Linked DNA regions of Mus musculus: regions 1 and 3 are each linked to region 2. A link is a contact called in public Hi-C data. All regions are on one chromosome and are shown on one strand. Each heading gives the region's core, a stretch centred on a gene start, on an enhancer-like site or on the middle of the called end of the contact. The rest is flanking DNA. Distances are from core to core; before and after follow the strand shown. Region 1 holds the start of Cpsf6 (cleavage and polyadenylation specific factor 6). Region 2 holds the start of Tspan31 (tetraspanin 31). Region 3 holds the start of Tbk1 (TANK-binding kinase 1).

The links. A called contact is a pair of places that touch in the nucleus more often than the background predicts.
Region 1: a contact with region 2 is called in a Hi-C map of B cells, with 5 read pairs. The contact joins the promoter of Cpsf6 here to the promoter of Tspan31 in region 2. A contact is called at or near these places in 1 of 39 promoter capture datasets (cranial neural crest) and 1 of 484 Hi-C or Micro-C datasets (B cells).
Region 3: a Hi-C map of B cells shows a contact between it and region 2, with 5 read pairs. The contact joins the promoter of Tbk1 here to the promoter of Tspan31 in region 2. A contact is called at or near these places in 1 of 39 promoter capture datasets (cranial neural crest) and 1 of 484 Hi-C or Micro-C datasets (B cells).

What each region holds. Positions count from the first base shown.
Region 1 is chr10:117,375,568-117,378,267 of GRCm38.p6, forward strand. It overlaps Cpsf6 (cleavage and polyadenylation specific factor 6), which reads right to left and starts at 1,406. Exons shown (of 10, transcript NM_001013391.2): 1 at 1,272-1,406. The coding sequence starts at 1,331.
Region 2 is chr10:127,068,844-127,071,543 of GRCm38.p6, forward strand. Tspan31 (tetraspanin 31) reads right to left here and starts at 1,418. Exons shown (of 6, transcript NM_025982.4): 1 at 1,272-1,418; 2 at 503-670; 3 at 65-145. The coding sequence starts at 1,334. It overlaps A730063M14Rik (RIKEN cDNA A730063M14 gene), which reads left to right and starts at 1,638. Exons shown (of 2, transcript NR_040660.1): 1 at 1,638-1,781; 2 at 2,074-2,258.
Region 3 is chr10:121,585,402-121,588,101 of GRCm38.p6, forward strand. Tbk1 (TANK-binding kinase 1) reads right to left here and starts at 1,393. Exons shown (of 21, transcript NM_019786.4): 1 at 1,294-1,393. Xpot (exportin, tRNA (nuclear export receptor for tRNAs)) reads right to left here. Exons shown (of 25, transcript NM_001081056.2): 25 at 1,979-2,700.

The DNA of each region.
Region 1 (2,700 bases), core at 156-2,655, 9.7 Mb before region 2:
CTTATATCCCTAGTCATAAACAATGGAGGGAAAACGCCATACAAACCAATGGCATTTTATTCAGGTTCTCATCCGTACCTTAGAATTTTTTAATATGGTGGGGTGTAAATTTGAAAACCGTGAATATAGGAAATGCACTAAAAAAAAAAAAATATTTAGAGGGCAGTAAGAGGCTAGACGATCCAAACCCTGGCAAGCAGACCCTTCCAAGGATATTTATTCATCATGAGACGCTGGTTCTAGGCATCCCAGGCGGGTGAGACCGGAAAACCTTACACGTCTCACTTTCTCCAGCCTTTCAAACCGTGAAGTCGAGCCCACAGGGCAAACACTTCGCTTTCAAACTACAGTCACGTTCACAACGACTTGTCAGGCACGCTACCCAGGATTCCGATTCCGAGTGGCCGGTCTCCCTTTCAGTCTCTCCGGTCTGTTAAGCTAGGATACCACCATCTTTTTTGTTCTGTCCAGCCACCGCGCTCCCAAGTCTTTGGCGCAAGCCATTTATCCTCTCCGATATTTCGCTTCACAAAGGCCAAGGACTGGGCCTCGGAGGCACTGCAAACCCTCGATGACCAAGGCGGGCCGACGCACCGACTTTTAAATGCGATCGGTGGCTCCAAAAGTCAGATGACTTGTTGCGGATGGAACCAAACCTAAGCAGCCTTCCCTTAAGGGGACCGGCGAGCAAGGAACCGGGCGCCACGCCGAAACCCGTCGCAAAGGCGAGCGGGAGCCCAGGGAGAGCGGGCGCGCGGGATACAAAGGGCTGTGAACGCGGCCTTCCATGAGGCGACCGTGCGCGGACAGAGACACAAAATGGAGCGGCGGGAGGAGGAATCGGAACCCGAGGCGGCAGGGCCGGGATGGAGGCGGCGGGCGAGCGCGCGGCCGGGCCAGGGCTTCCCCTCTGGCCGGCCGCGGGGGAGGGGGCGCGGCGGCCCGTTCTCCCCGCCCCGCACACGCGGCCTAGCTCGGCGGGAAGCGCCCGCCACCGAGCCAACAATGGAGCGGGAGACCGTCCGGAGGAACCGGGCGGGCGGCTGCAGGGCGACCGGGCCCCGCGCTCCAGAGCCCCGCGGCCCGCAAAACGACGCGCGAGAACAAGGGCTGAGGGGCCGTCGCGCACGGCGGCGCGGCCCGGAGGCGCCAAGGGCGCACGGTCTGCAGCGAAGCCGGCTCGCGGCCCGCGGCGGCCCTGGTCAGCCGGGCGTCCGGGCCGCGGCACAGTCTGCGGCGGCGGCGGCGGCGGAGCCCGGACCCTCACGTACCTGGTTGAACTCTTCACCCACATCCGCGTAAATGTCTATGTGGTCCACACCGTCCGCCATCTTCCCTCGGCCTCGGCCGCCGCCGCCGCCGCCTCCTGCAGGTCGGCCCGCCGAGGCAGCAGCAGCGGATCTGGCGGTGGGGGCGGGGCGCCCTACGTCACTTCCGAGGGGCGGAGACCAGGGCGCAGCGGCCCGCTGCTGGTGACGGGGGACCCCGCCGAAGGTCCGCGGCGGTTCCGAGGCGCTAACTCGTTCCTTTGTGTGCAGGATTAAGCCGCGGCTGGGGCAGGGGCGTGATTTCCTGTGCTACCCCGCCATACCGCATGCCATGGAACCCGCTTGTTTTCAGAGACTGTCTTTTCAAACTGCTTCTGGCACTATTTATCTATCTACATATCTATAGATGAGAGATCTATCTAGTGAGAGATATAGATATATATACATCTATATAGAGAGAGATAGATATTTATATATTTGCGTTTTCATTTTTTTCCTACTTTTTTTTTTTTTTTTTGCTTCCAAGGTTTCGAGAGATGAGAGTTATGTGTACGCAATTAAAAGCGAGATATGATGTCCTGGCCAATGTCTTATTCTTGCTTCTTCAGACAACTGAATTTTTTGAGTTATTTGCATATAGCATATTTGCATCTCTTATCTTTATGCAGTTGTAAGCATCTTTTCCGCTCCTTCCTTCACATCCTCCTCTTCCCCCTTCCTCCCCCATTGCCCTTGCTTTTACCTTTTTATCTCTGTTGTAGGTTTTCTCCAGCCATCGTTCAAAGGATTCTATCCTCATTTTTAGAGCACGTACAACAGAGCAGATGTATCCTAAATCAACGAACTCCTGGATTCAGAATGCTGAGCTAGAAGGGAAATTAAAACGGTGGCTTGAGGTCCAAACATCCCGTTTTACAGATGAGAGAACTAAGGACTCGTAGAGCATAAGTTATTTAACTGGGGTTACATGGCTCGTAAAAGTGCACACCTTTTGACGCCGATATATGATTCAGAGATCTCTCTCCATTTCCAACGGCTCCACCTATTTCTTTCCTTCCCGTTCAAAAACTCACCAGGTCACTCAGCTGCCTGTGTGCTTGATATAAATTCAGTTCCCACAGCGCTCTCAAGGAGCGTAGAGAGAACCGAACCAAATCCTCTTAAGTAGTCCTCTGATCTACTCAGCACCTCTGACTGCTCTCACTTCCAGCCCCACCCTGCCAAACAAATTAACAAAAAAGCAAAACAATAACCAAAATAATAATAATAACAAAAATACCAGATGCAGACTGGTCTGAAATCATCAAAAACCTAAAGAAACATCTATGCTTGAGATGTCTGTAAAATCTTGGTTGCAGTCACAGAGACTAATCTCTTAATCTGAATAAACATTTCTTTAAATTCCTTTTTTATACATCGGGGTGTTTTGCCT
Region 2 (2,700 bases), core at 168-2,667:
TGAGATGAAGGGGTCAGATAAAAGTGGAGAAAGCAAGCAAGTACATGAAAGGGCTTACCCTTACCTGTGTGTTTCTGTTAATAGCCAGACATGAGCAAGAGATTCCAAACTGGAAGATGAAGACCAAACCTAGGATGATCATATACTGAGAAGAAGTTAGGGCAAAAAGACCTGTTTTCCATTTAAAATACCTCATTCAGGGAGACAGACAGACAAAGCTGTGTGGTAGCCAGCCTAGTGTGAGCTCCAAGCTAGGACTACATAGCATAGGCCCAGTTTCTGTCTTTAAAATCTCACCACTGTAATTCTAACTGCGATGTGGCAGGCAAGGGGGCAGAGTTCAAGGCCCTTCTCTGTTCACAAACTGCACTTTTTATCAAGTTGGGGGAAAACCGTCAACTTGTGTGGGTTACAGAGTAAGAACAAAGAGACGTGTTTGAGGTCCCCTGGTCCCCTTCCCAGGAAAAGCCCGCTCAGGCCCCAATCACTAAGGCCAGGATACAAAGAAGAGCAGCACTTGATGGTGGTTCGCGGCGCCCACCAGTCCTGCCACCGCGATGAGGAGAAGGAAGACTCCCACAGCAATGACTCCTCCAATGATGTGAATGCTAGACACCACACCGAGGCCCTTGCCCCAGGCAGCCACGCCAATGAGCAAAAAGCCCACAAGCTGCAAGAAATAGAAAGAATACACTTTATTCAGCCTGATGTGGTGGCTCATACCTGCAACCGCAGCACAGCGAAGTTCCAGGTTAGTCTGTGCTAGCTAGCTCGCTATACAGTGAGACCCGGTCATCGCCAAAGATTTCTAGCAATGCAGCACAGCCCAAGGCTATATTACAAGGGGACGTGGACTTGACAAGCTAAGCGCTTGAGGTGTGCAGTCAGTACTGTTCATCTCTAAGCGCACTTCCCAAGCAACTGGGAATGACTGAGAGAGAGTAGGGCAGGGTAAGTAGGTACCTAACACACAAATGGAAGCCTTGGCGTTGTCTAGTAACTCTAGTTTGGGAAGAAACTGGAGCAGAAAGTGAAGACTGGAACTATAGGCCCTCAGTCTCCAATCCACCCCTGCCCACCACCAAACAAGCCCCCTCATCACCGGAAGTCTATCTATCCTCTTCCACGGAAGTACCCAGGAATTCCCTCTTCGCCGGAAGTTTCTGGGAAGCTTCCCAGAACCCCCAGTACACCCCTCTCCACGCCGGAAGTCCCCTAGAAACTCCCCCATTCTTTCCGCCCCGGAGATTTATCCATTTCCAAAACCTCACCATATAAACCACGTTGAGAGCGCACAGCGCATTCCTGGAACAGGCAAATCCGCCGCAAACCATCTCCCCAGATCTGGGGACCCAAATGGTCCCAAGACTTGTGGGGAGGGTATCGAGGACCGTCTTGTAGGACTCCCAACCGCGTCTATCGCTTTAAATCCAAGCCACCCAAACCAATTCTCTGCGCCTGCACCGTCCCACCCCTGCTTCTGGATTGGTGAAACTCGTGGCTAATCCAAGACATCCAGGACTTCAATGCCAATCAATCTGCATTACGTCACCAGCCTGCCTCCCAGTCTTGCCCTTAGTTTCTTCATTGGAGGAAACTTAAAAAAAAAAAAAAAAGAAGAAGAAGAAGAGGAAGGCGAAAGAAAGAAAGAAACCGAGGCCAGGGTTTCTAGACAGTGTCTTAGAGACCAGAAGCTAACTAAAAAAAAAAAAAAAAAATCTTGGATTCCTGAGTACGGAATTTCGAGACTAGGAACCCGAGGAGATACTCAGGAGACTCAGGTGAACAGAAAAAAGGGGTTTCGTAGAGGTGAGAGGAAGGGGCTCTGCACCTCTAAAGGTAACCCTTTTCCGCCGATTTCCCGTGTTTCCCGATGATCTCACGTTGGTGCCATCGTTTCACTGTTATACTCTGGAACAGTCATACTCTGGAACAGCACGAGGAGCCAAATGCACTATGAAGCCCAGCTAGAGAGGATCCAAGTCGGGCGTAGCATTAGCGGGCAAATCCTCACGCATTTGTTAACTGTGTTTGCTAGTACTCACGTTCCGTTCTGCATCCCTTTCCCTGCAGTGTGGACACGCCAGAAATTCAGGTGGAAACAGTGACTTGAGGCCGGCGCATTCCTGTTCGTGACAAAACCACAGGCACAGACGCTGGTGTGCTCTACATCTTTAGAACACAAACGTGCTGGATCAGGCTTGGCACATGACGCAAAGTGGGGGCGAGTCTGGAATATGAATAAATAAGAGCCTCCATACTGTCTCTTTTTAAATTTTTATTTTTATTTTATGTGCATTGGCGGGTTTGCCTGCATGTATGTCTGTGTGAGGATGTCGTATCCCAGGAAATGTAGTGTACCCCAGGAAATGTAGTTGCAAACAGTTGTAAGCTGCCATGTGGTTGCTGGGAATTGAACCCAGGTCCTCTGGAAGAACAGCCAGTGCTCCTAATCACTGAGCCATCATCTCTCCAGCCCGGAGGCTCAATACTTTCACTCCAGTGGGTGGCTGGTCGATAACGTTATTGCATAAGCGTTTGGATACAGTGCCCTTTTAGTGGAGTGACAAACGACACTACCTTTCTCTTCCTCCTGGGCAAAGAAGCAGCTGTGGTAGGAATGAAGCCAGAGAATGCTCCCATCAGCTCCACACAGTGATTCGAGCCCACGTGTGCTCACACCCTGTGACTGCCAACAGT
Region 3 (2,700 bases), core at 143-2,642, 5.5 Mb before region 2:
ATTACCAAATCCTAAGATGTACCAACTGCAGACTTGACTTTTAACACAAGAAGGCCATGCAACCGAATAGATGGCACCAACACCAGACAGATCAGACTCCTTTAAGACTGTTGTGAGGTCAGATAGCAAGTCCATTTCCAGTAAGCTAGAACTCTGATCTTCCAAGTTAGGGTCCTGGGAAATGCCCAAGAGTCCAAGGTTCGACAATCTCTTACACAGTACTTATACTTAGAATTTTATCACCTATGTAATTTAGATAAGAAATTGTACAGCCATCTGTCTATTTGAAGTAAGCAAAAAAGGAACCCTTTTCGAAAACAACAAATGCACTTACCACTTAACTACGTACGCTCCATTCAAGGGGCGATAAACCCAAATATGTAACGGGAAACCTTCCCTAATTGATGCTGCACTGCTGTTAAATAACTGTAAAGGACAGATTCATCACCAAGTGCGCATATGTCTCTAGTGGGTAGCTGAAAACATATTTATCAGCTAAGATATATAAGATAAGCTCTCTCTCTATACCAATATAAAAAGATGGGTCCGCAATAGTAATGGTCTGAAACTTTTCCAGGAACCCCCTCGGGACTAAAACATGACTCAGCACACCCAACGGATGCTTGCTATGTAAATCTCCCCAAATCCTGACAAGTGTATTATCTGGCATTCAACAAGTAAGTTATCTGTGATTCTGTAGGCAGTCTACTTCCTTTGATTGCTTAAAGCGAAAGTTACCGAGGATAAAACAGGTCTGGTGACATGGTGTAGGGACAAAAGTTCCAGGATTTCCCAACTCTCCCTCTATGTCACCCATTTACTCCGTAGATAGCAGAGGTCCCGGAATGGGAAAGGTCGGGTTTTGACAGTTCTCGGGGGAGAATCCGTCTTGGGACGCCTGACAGAAAACACCAGGGGAATGGATCCGGGAAATAAATCCAGCAGGTCGGGGAGGAACGAGAAGACAGGGGGGTTTGCATTTCGCTGTGTACATTAAAAACGTCTGGTGCCGGTATCCTCGGGTGAGTCAACCCTCGGGAACGCCAGTCCGTCTAAAAACTGCCGGCGGCGGCAGCTGGACCAAGGGTGGGAGCGGCGAGTCAACTCCGGCCAGGGCAGCCCCGGTGCCCGGGCGGCCGCCAGGGCCCATCCCGGGCGAGCGCGAGGCTGCGGGGCTCCCGGGGCCGCGGCCCCGCGCTGACTCAGCACGCCGCCTCCCCGACCCCTGGGCGCGCCCCCGCCCGGCCCCTCCGGCCCCGTCCGCCCCCACCGGCCTCCGCCCGCCCCTCTTACCCCGCGAGTGTCCGCCGCGTACAGCCCGCGGCTCCCGGGCCTTCTCGCGCCCCAGGCTACTTCCGGCTTCGCCAGCCCGGGCCACGGAGCACGTGACCGAGTGCGGGGCGCGCCTGCGCGTGCGTACTCCGCGGCGGCCGAGCTCGCTGGGCTGCAGTCTCCAGTGCGGGCGGGAGGAGCTAAGGGAGTGCGGGGCGGCCGGCGTGCGGCAAGGAGGTGACGCCCACGGCCACCCGTGGACAGCGGGCTGGCCGCCGATCGCTTTCGCAGAGTAGATGGGGCGGGTTTGTGTTTCAACGTCGCTTGGCTGCTGCGTGAAGCAAGTATCCGTTCATGCCATCAGTACTCTTTAAGTCGCTTTCAGTTTCTGTTTTTGAAAATGGTAACACTGGAGACTTGAACTTGACAACTTAAGAGGTAAACTGCTGTATGATCAGGTCCTGCTCAAGCAGGCATTCCTTACAAGGATTTGCTTCCAAGGAAGCACGATGCACCAAATTCCTCTTTCTACCTAAGGCACCCTCCAGACCGAGGGCGAGCAGATCTCCGAGGACGGGAGCCGGGAGTGGTTAAGGGCTGGCAGAGGCGTTGACTGAAACAGGGGGCTGAAGCTGAATCTCTGCCCACTTCTAATCCGTTTTCATCAAACTCAAAATGGAGATTTTAAAAGGCCCACTCCAATGACTTCTTAGAAAGTTATTTTATTAGAATTTTAGACAGTTTAGGCAACAAGACCATTCTAACCGCAAATGCACGTCTTACAATAGAATATTTCAGTTCTGTTAATGACATGACAGATTCATCCAAGTTTCTTCCAACAAAAAACCCAACGTTCAAAAGTTATGAAGTATGACTAAGCCAAAGGACTTCACATGTTTACCACAGAAGTGATACACAGTAAAATACCACATAATACTTCTAAAAAAGTCAAGCCACTTGTGAAACTATTAGCAAGCACAGAGACGGAAACTCCACTGGTTAGGCACAGGACTAACTCAGGCACCATAAAACCCTCTGTCTTCTCACCTGTAACAAATGAGATTCCCTAGAGAGAATTATTTGGGTGCTTGCTTTTAAAAATCAGGTACTCAATGACGGAAAGGCTTCTTGGTCATGACGGTACTTGGGTAATCTCAAGGAATGAAGATGAGGATCATTAGACATGATTACATTAAAATTAAGTTCCTTATGTATATGCTCTGATTTCCATGTCCTGATTTCTCAGGTCTAAACACATGAACCCTCTGTAGGGCTTTAGAGAGCCGTGTATGGACTCGATAGTACAGTAATACAAGCTAATACTGAGACCTGTGTTTTAATTCATTGGATTCTTTACAAGTTATGAGGTAGCTACCACTGTTCCCCATTTCTGACGGGGAAACCAAGGCAGGAAGAAGTTATTTAACT